Linked DNA regions of Zea mays: region 1 is linked to region 2. Evidence: chromatin contacts called from public Hi-C data. All regions are on one chromosome and are shown on one strand. The core of a region is the stretch at or near the end of the contact, and the rest is flanking DNA. Distances in the headings are between cores, read along the strand shown.

Region 1 (3,395 bases), core at 698-3,197, 44 kb after region 2:
TATTAGAGTAAACTTGTGGATGAAAACTTTATTGGGCTAGCTAATGACCTTTTGTAATACCAAGGTTCCCATAATTCCCTCTATTCAAGGCATACCTAGACGGTGTTTATGTCCACTCAAGTAAAACACCACACATTATTATGCCACATCGTTCCTCAAAATAAAATAAAGACCATGGAAAATTTAGGCAAATTGCGTGAGAGAACTGTCCAAACATAAGTTAAGGTTGTGAGAGCATCTCCAAAAGCTCCGTAGAAAATGACTCCTCAAAATCAGTTTTAAGGGTCATCTAAAAAGTTAGTAGGGGTAGATTTTAATTCTTTCTCCAACAGATCCCTTAAAGCGGCAGATTGTTTCTGGGAAGCCCAAAAAATCTCTCATTTGTAGCTACAAATGAGAGAGTTTTAAGGGCTATGAAAAAGTTGGGAGCATTTTAGGGGAACTGTTGGAGACATGTTTTAGTATTTTCCCAAAAAACTTGATTTAGGAGAGACTTCTGGGAAGCTCTTGGAGATGCTCTAAGGCACTTTTTTCCACCATTTAGTTGCTAAAAAGATGGAATATAAAGAATTCAAAACAATAGATCACCTTTTAAACCACAAATGGTGTTTCTTTGATGTCGAGGGCATTCTACTCGCACAAAAGGGTATTAGAGTACAACTAGTGCTTAAAAACGTTTTTGTCCAAGCTAATGACCTTATGTGATACCAAGTTTCCCATAATCCCCTCTATTCAAGCCATACCTAGATCGATGTTTATGTCCACTCAAGTAAAACACCATACATCATTATGCTACATCGTTTCTCAAAATAAAATAAAGACAGTGGAATATTTAACCAAATTTTATGAGAGAGTTGTCCAAACATAGATTACGGTTGTAAGACACCTTTTTCCACCATACAGTTGCTAAAAAGTTAAAATATAAAGAATTCGAAACAACAGATCAACTTTTAGACCATAAATTGTGTTTCTACGATATTAAGGGCATTGTATTCATACGTGAGGATATTAGAGTACAACTAGTGGATGAAAACTTTATTGGGATAGCTAATGACCTTCTGTGATACCAAATTTGTTATAATCCCCTCTATTCAAGGTATATCTAGACGGTGTTTATGTCCACTCAAGTAAAACATCACACATCATTAAGATGAAACATTGCAGCATGATGTAGATTTTCGTGCCTAACTCTGTCGATAAGCCACTTCACAACCGAAAATCCAGATAACGGGACAATGACACTTGAAATCATGTGTGGCTATTAGGATAAAAGGGGTATTTGGTTTCATGGATGTGTCGATATTTGAATGTCCATTATAAATATTAAATATAATTTAATTATAAAACTAATTACATAGCTAAGAACTAAACGACAAAAAAAATATTAAGTCTAATTAACTCATGGTTAGCAAATGTTTACTATAGCAACACATAAGCAAATTATGGACTAATTAGGCTTAATAAGTTCGTTTTATCATTTAGTCCTGATATATGTAATTAGTTTTATAATTAGATTATATTTAATATTTTTAACTAGCATCAAACATATAATGTGACAGCGATTAAAAAAGTTTAGTGTGTGGAAACAAACGAGCCCTAAGGTTGTCTCCAGCAGATATTCTATCTTATTCTCTACCGTAACATCTATTTCAAACTTCTATTTATAAACAGTGTAATCTAGTGTAAATCCTCTATTTTATACTATCTACTGTGGACAACCTGAATATGCATGCCTATCTACGGAGAAAAAGTACCATTGAGCGAGTCTAGCGTCTGTCTTTTGCCAACGATATTTGCCCAAGACTTGATATATGGAGCTAGAAAAGTCAGAAGATATGCATATGGCTATCTTCCTATCTAGAAAAATTAGCGCTAGACTTGTAGAAGCAGTGCCAGCACATGCATGCATCTAGATGTGCTGAACAAAAAAAAAAAAAAATCCAAGTTGACAAGGACAACACAACACATTATTGGTCAGCAAAGCAAAGATAGATAGATATACAGCATGCATTGCATGAAAACGATTGTTCTACGACCGAATCTGAGATAGCCTTCAATTTCCGCACTGTCGTCCAAACTGTGCTTCCTGAATTTTTTCTATCTTTATATGCGGACAAGTCCACCCGTCTTTATATGCGGACCTAATTTTTCCTATCTTTTTCCACGTACGTATACCATCTGGAAAGATTGATTTTTTTTCCCATAGGATATATTGGAGAGCATGTACCATAGCAGATTTTCATGTTTGATTTTTTCCACGGGGTGTTAGAAATCTAGGCATTTCACATTTAATTGTATTCAGAAATACCCTAGCAGATTTGTGACTCGCAGCAGTGGCAGACGCATACATGAAAGTACATGCTGATCATAGCAGAAACTATAGTGAACTAAACAGATTGAGAGACTAAATTGTACAATGTAGAAGGGTCCATGCTCTGCTCAAAGCACTGATGGATTCATTCACACGACTCGACATCGCGGGTTTTCGAAGTATAGTGCTGGCTCATAAATGTCCTACGAGAAGAGGCGGTAGAAGACAATTCTCCGGTCAACGGCTTCACCAAGAAGTAGATGAATAGCATGTTTCTCTAAAATATACCACCCAGTCTCTCAGTTGCTTGATAATCGAGTTTGCAGCTTGCCCACCTAGTCTTGATTCGCCTCTGCCTTAAATATATTAGTGAACTCTGGCTGATGTTGTCCAAAAAATTCTTGATGTTTCTCATGCCTACTGCTCCTTTTTTGTTCGGTTAGCTGGCAGCCAGCACTGCTACCATTGTAGAAACAAAATACTGTAGAAGTCACAATCGCAGTGGGATTAAAGCCAATGCAAACCACAACGAAGGCACCTTACAATCTATGCGAATAAGGGGCTCGGGATCTCGCAGCGATAGCGATGCCATAGGTAGTAGGAACCTGTTTGTGCTGAGAATGCGACTGCTTGGTCCTACATATATGCTTTTTTGGTAGTACATATATATATATATGCCTTTATTTGACCTGTGGATGCAAGTATAAATAATATTAATACAGTAATATATAATACACAGATGATGATATGCAGTTCTCCAGCTGTGAGCACTTTATAAGCTCTGCAACGCTAGTGCAGTCTGTTCACATGTGAAATAAAGTAGCAGCAAAAGAATTGTACTAGAGAAAATAAACCCACGGTGAATTGAAGGCTTCAGATCGTGATACGTATTGAGTACGCGTGTCCAATCATGTGTTGAATATAATGCTGGCTCTAAATTAAACTACAGCTGACCTCATATCTTACCAATATGCTTGTTTCATAAAAAAACATACAACGCTTTAAAATGAAAATTCTAGGAAATATTCAAAGTCGTACGTGCATTTATTTAGAATAATTAAGTAGTAACCATTATGTGAATATA
Region 2 (3,370 bases), core at 779-3,278:
CGGACGATACATCACGAACCCTGGCAAGGTATTATTAGTAATAGTCACGTATGTATTTATGTCATTAAAGATGCAAATGTGTTATTATTGAGCATAAATAGATGATGTTTATAAACTTCCTTTACAACAATTTCAACAAGTAAGCCCGAAGAGCTTGACTGAAGGTGCATTGTATGGCATAGTTGAGGACCTGTGCACATTCATATTGAAAGAGGTCATTCCCGTAGAAGGGAAATATCATGATGCTTCCGGAACATTAGCTTTGCCAGAGTTTAGAATACTAACAGAAATTAGTAGACTATCTCTTAGCCGAGATAGTTATTAGAGCTTAAGTGAAAACTTTGATGTATATAATGTGTGATGCATACATGGTTGTAAACAAGACTTTGATGTATATAAATGTATTATAGAATTTAATTCAATGTTGCTTTTAATATCAATACTACATGTTTATCAATATCAATATATATATATATGTTTGTGTGTGTAAATATATATAAATTTCAGTACTGATTGAAAATTTAAAAAAAGGCGGGAAAACTTCCACTGGCGGTTTTATTAAGAAAACCGCCAGTGGAAATGCTATTTCCACTTGTGGTTTGCTTAAAAAACCGTCAGTGGAAATTATATTTTCACTGGCGGTTCTAGAATAACCACCAGTGGAAATGGCGATATCCACTGGCCCCTAGAACTGGCGGCACTGAAAAACGCCAGTGCAAACAGCTCTAGAACCGCCACTATAGAGTCTCTGTGTACTAGTGAAATAATCTAAGCTCGGCTAGGGAGGATCAATGGACGATGCTTCTGTAGTCGATGTCGCATTTGATGTCGTGATGACACCGTCCAAGGCGTCAGTGTTGTGTGTGGCGGGCGATGAGATGGTGTTGTGCGTGACGGCGACCAATTCAGAAAGAGCCCATGCGCTGCCACATTGATTTACTTGATTTACTTGATGCGCCAAAATACGTCGTCCGTCGGCGAAACTTCACGCGCTAGCAAAAATGAATAGTATGTGTTGGTAGTTGAGATTTTACAAGTCATTATCTATATTTGCTGAGTTTGTTGGATACACCCACCATTAGAAACTTATATATCTTTTTTACAGCTTTCAATACTCTAAATTTAGCTAGAATTTATATCTAGTCTCTTGGTGCTCTTAAGCGAAATGATTGCTAGATATACAACCAAAATGATACGGCGATGTCGTGTATATGTATGACACGAGTCATATTTGTTTATTCTTATTAATATTTGGTACGAAGCACGCACACAAATCCAGCTACGTAGGTACGACGTATACGCGCGTACATACAAATGCGTGCACGTGTAATGCACGCTTATATATTATTGTGCAAATCCAAATCAGAATTATTCCTGCAAAATCCAAATCACTAGCCCATGCAAATGCAGAGCCTATTCCGGCCGATCACGGGCAGAAGGTGACTTGGTAGTTGCTGTTGCCGCCACATGCATGGGTCTTCATGTCGGGGGGGTTGTGGTACGCGTCGGGGCATCCAGGGTCCGTGCACACCAGCCGCACGCCGGTGCTGCAGGAGAAGGCCATGGCGAGGTTGTAGCCGTCGATGACCGAGATGTCGTAGAAGTCCTGGCTGCCGCCGATGGTGAACTCGGCCAGCGTCAGCGGCGGCTGCCCCGACAGCGTGCAGGCCAGCGCGCCGCCGCAGTCGCCTGTCTGGCAGCTCCCGCTGTTGCCGTTGAAGGAGCAGCCGGTGCGGCCCCACACGCGGCCGGAGCTGGTGCCAGCCGGCACGTTGACGGTCCACGTCCCGCCCGGGTTCAGCTGCGTGCCCCCGCCCACCGGGGTGGCCGCGGGCCACACGGTGAACCCGCAGTTGTTGGTGATGGTGAAGGTGGCGGCGTTGGCGCTCATGCCAGCCAAGGCGGCGGCCAGGAGCAGCAGGAGGACCGAGGACGAGGAGGCGGCGGCCATTGTTGGTGCTCTGCCTTGTTTCTTGTGGAGAGCAAGCAATACTCGAGCTATAGAGCTAGGCTACTCACTCTTGCTGCTGGCAAGGTTGAGCGCAATGCGTGTGCTTTTATAGTCGGTGATACGGTGGCGCGCGTCTAGCAGGATAAGGTTGCCATGCATGCCATCAGTTAATTGTGTGGTAAAGCCTATTTTCTTTGACTGGGTTGAGGAGCTAACAGTGGAAGACCTTGCATATATGGCGCAGAAATCTGCTCAAGCATCTAGATGTGCAGAAAAATCCATCCTCTTTGACGACGAAGGCAACACACATTAGTAATGCAAGACATTGCTTGCTTGTTCGATGAGGCCTAGCTTGCCTGAAAACTTGTGTACGTACTAATACTACCATGATGCATATATGACCAAAAAACACAGGAAATTAAGGATGGATAATTTATTTTCTCGGGAAATTTGTTAAAGATGGATAATCCTTTTAGTTTAAAATAATTTAATATTATATATATTATTGGTCAAAGTTTAAATAGTTTAATTTTGAACAAACTCAAAACGACTAAATCATATGGACATAAGAAGTACACTGATTATTAAGACCCTGTTCGGAATAGCTACAGCTCCAGCTCCACAAAAATTGGTGAAGTTGATGTAGTATGTTATTAAGTGCTCCAGAAAATCGTGCTGATAAAGCTCATGTAAGCCTTTACAAGACATTTATATGAGTCATTTTATTTATTATTTAGATTAAAAAATAATTTAAAAATTATGTAAATTAATATTATAAACTACACCATTGGAGCTGGAATCTAGAGCCATCCTCAAAACCCTCTAAATTGTGTCATGGTGCAACAAATTAGTTATTAAATCAGTGCATATACATGTGGCTCCAAGACAAGTCCACGAGTCAGCGGTCCACCCCATCACCACCTGGTCATCGCACGTGTGCAACGAAGATACTCCCTTCGCCACAAAATAAATACTTATTTTGTTATGTACTTATATCGGCCAATCTTTTTAATATTAACCAAATTTACAGAAAACACTAGTAATATTTGTATCTTCAAATAAGCTTAATATAAAAATAAATTCAAATATCTATCTAATGATACTAATTATAAACTACAATTATTTACGATGTTCGACTATAATTATTAACAGCTGATTTTATCGCAGCCAAACAGCTATATATATGGTTAAATATAAAAAGGGTGATAGATACCGTGTTCTGTTGATTTAAGTTTGGTGTAGTGGACATGCGTCGCTCTCTCTAGGGAATTTATTTCCCCCGGTGGACAAGGGATAGAGTCACAGAGACGAAGGCGCTGCCAAACTGCGAATTGGAGAGTGTGTCATGGATGCATGCACCATTTGATGAAAACGGTCGAAAAAACGGTAAAACGGTCAAAAATGATATAGTGTAGACAA

What was found. A called contact is a pair of places that touch in the nucleus more often than the background predicts.
Region 1: a contact with region 2 is called in a Hi-C map of leaf, with 4 times the contacts expected there. The contact joins the enhancer-like site here to the promoter of LOC542720 in region 2. A contact is called at or near these places in 5 of 25 Hi-C or Micro-C datasets (bundle sheath, leaf and leaf mesophyll).

Annotation. Positions count from the first base shown.
Region 1 is chr1:182,118,209-182,121,603 of Zm-B73-REFERENCE-NAM-5.0, forward strand. No RefSeq gene overlaps it. Among protein-coding and RNA genes, the nearest start is that of LOC542720, 43 kb to the left of the region's middle. Within about 2 kb of position 1,948, at least 8 of the 20 cell types and tissues checked have an H3K27ac peak or open chromatin away from gene starts, as enhancers often do. A contact at or near this core is called in bundle sheath, leaf and leaf mesophyll, where this site is marked.
Region 2 is chr1:182,074,461-182,077,830 of Zm-B73-REFERENCE-NAM-5.0, forward strand. LOC542720 (pathogenesis related protein5) reads right to left here and starts at 2,029. Exons shown (of 1, transcript NM_001112232.2): 1 at 1,059-2,029. The coding sequence starts at 1,951. The coding sequence ends at 1,427.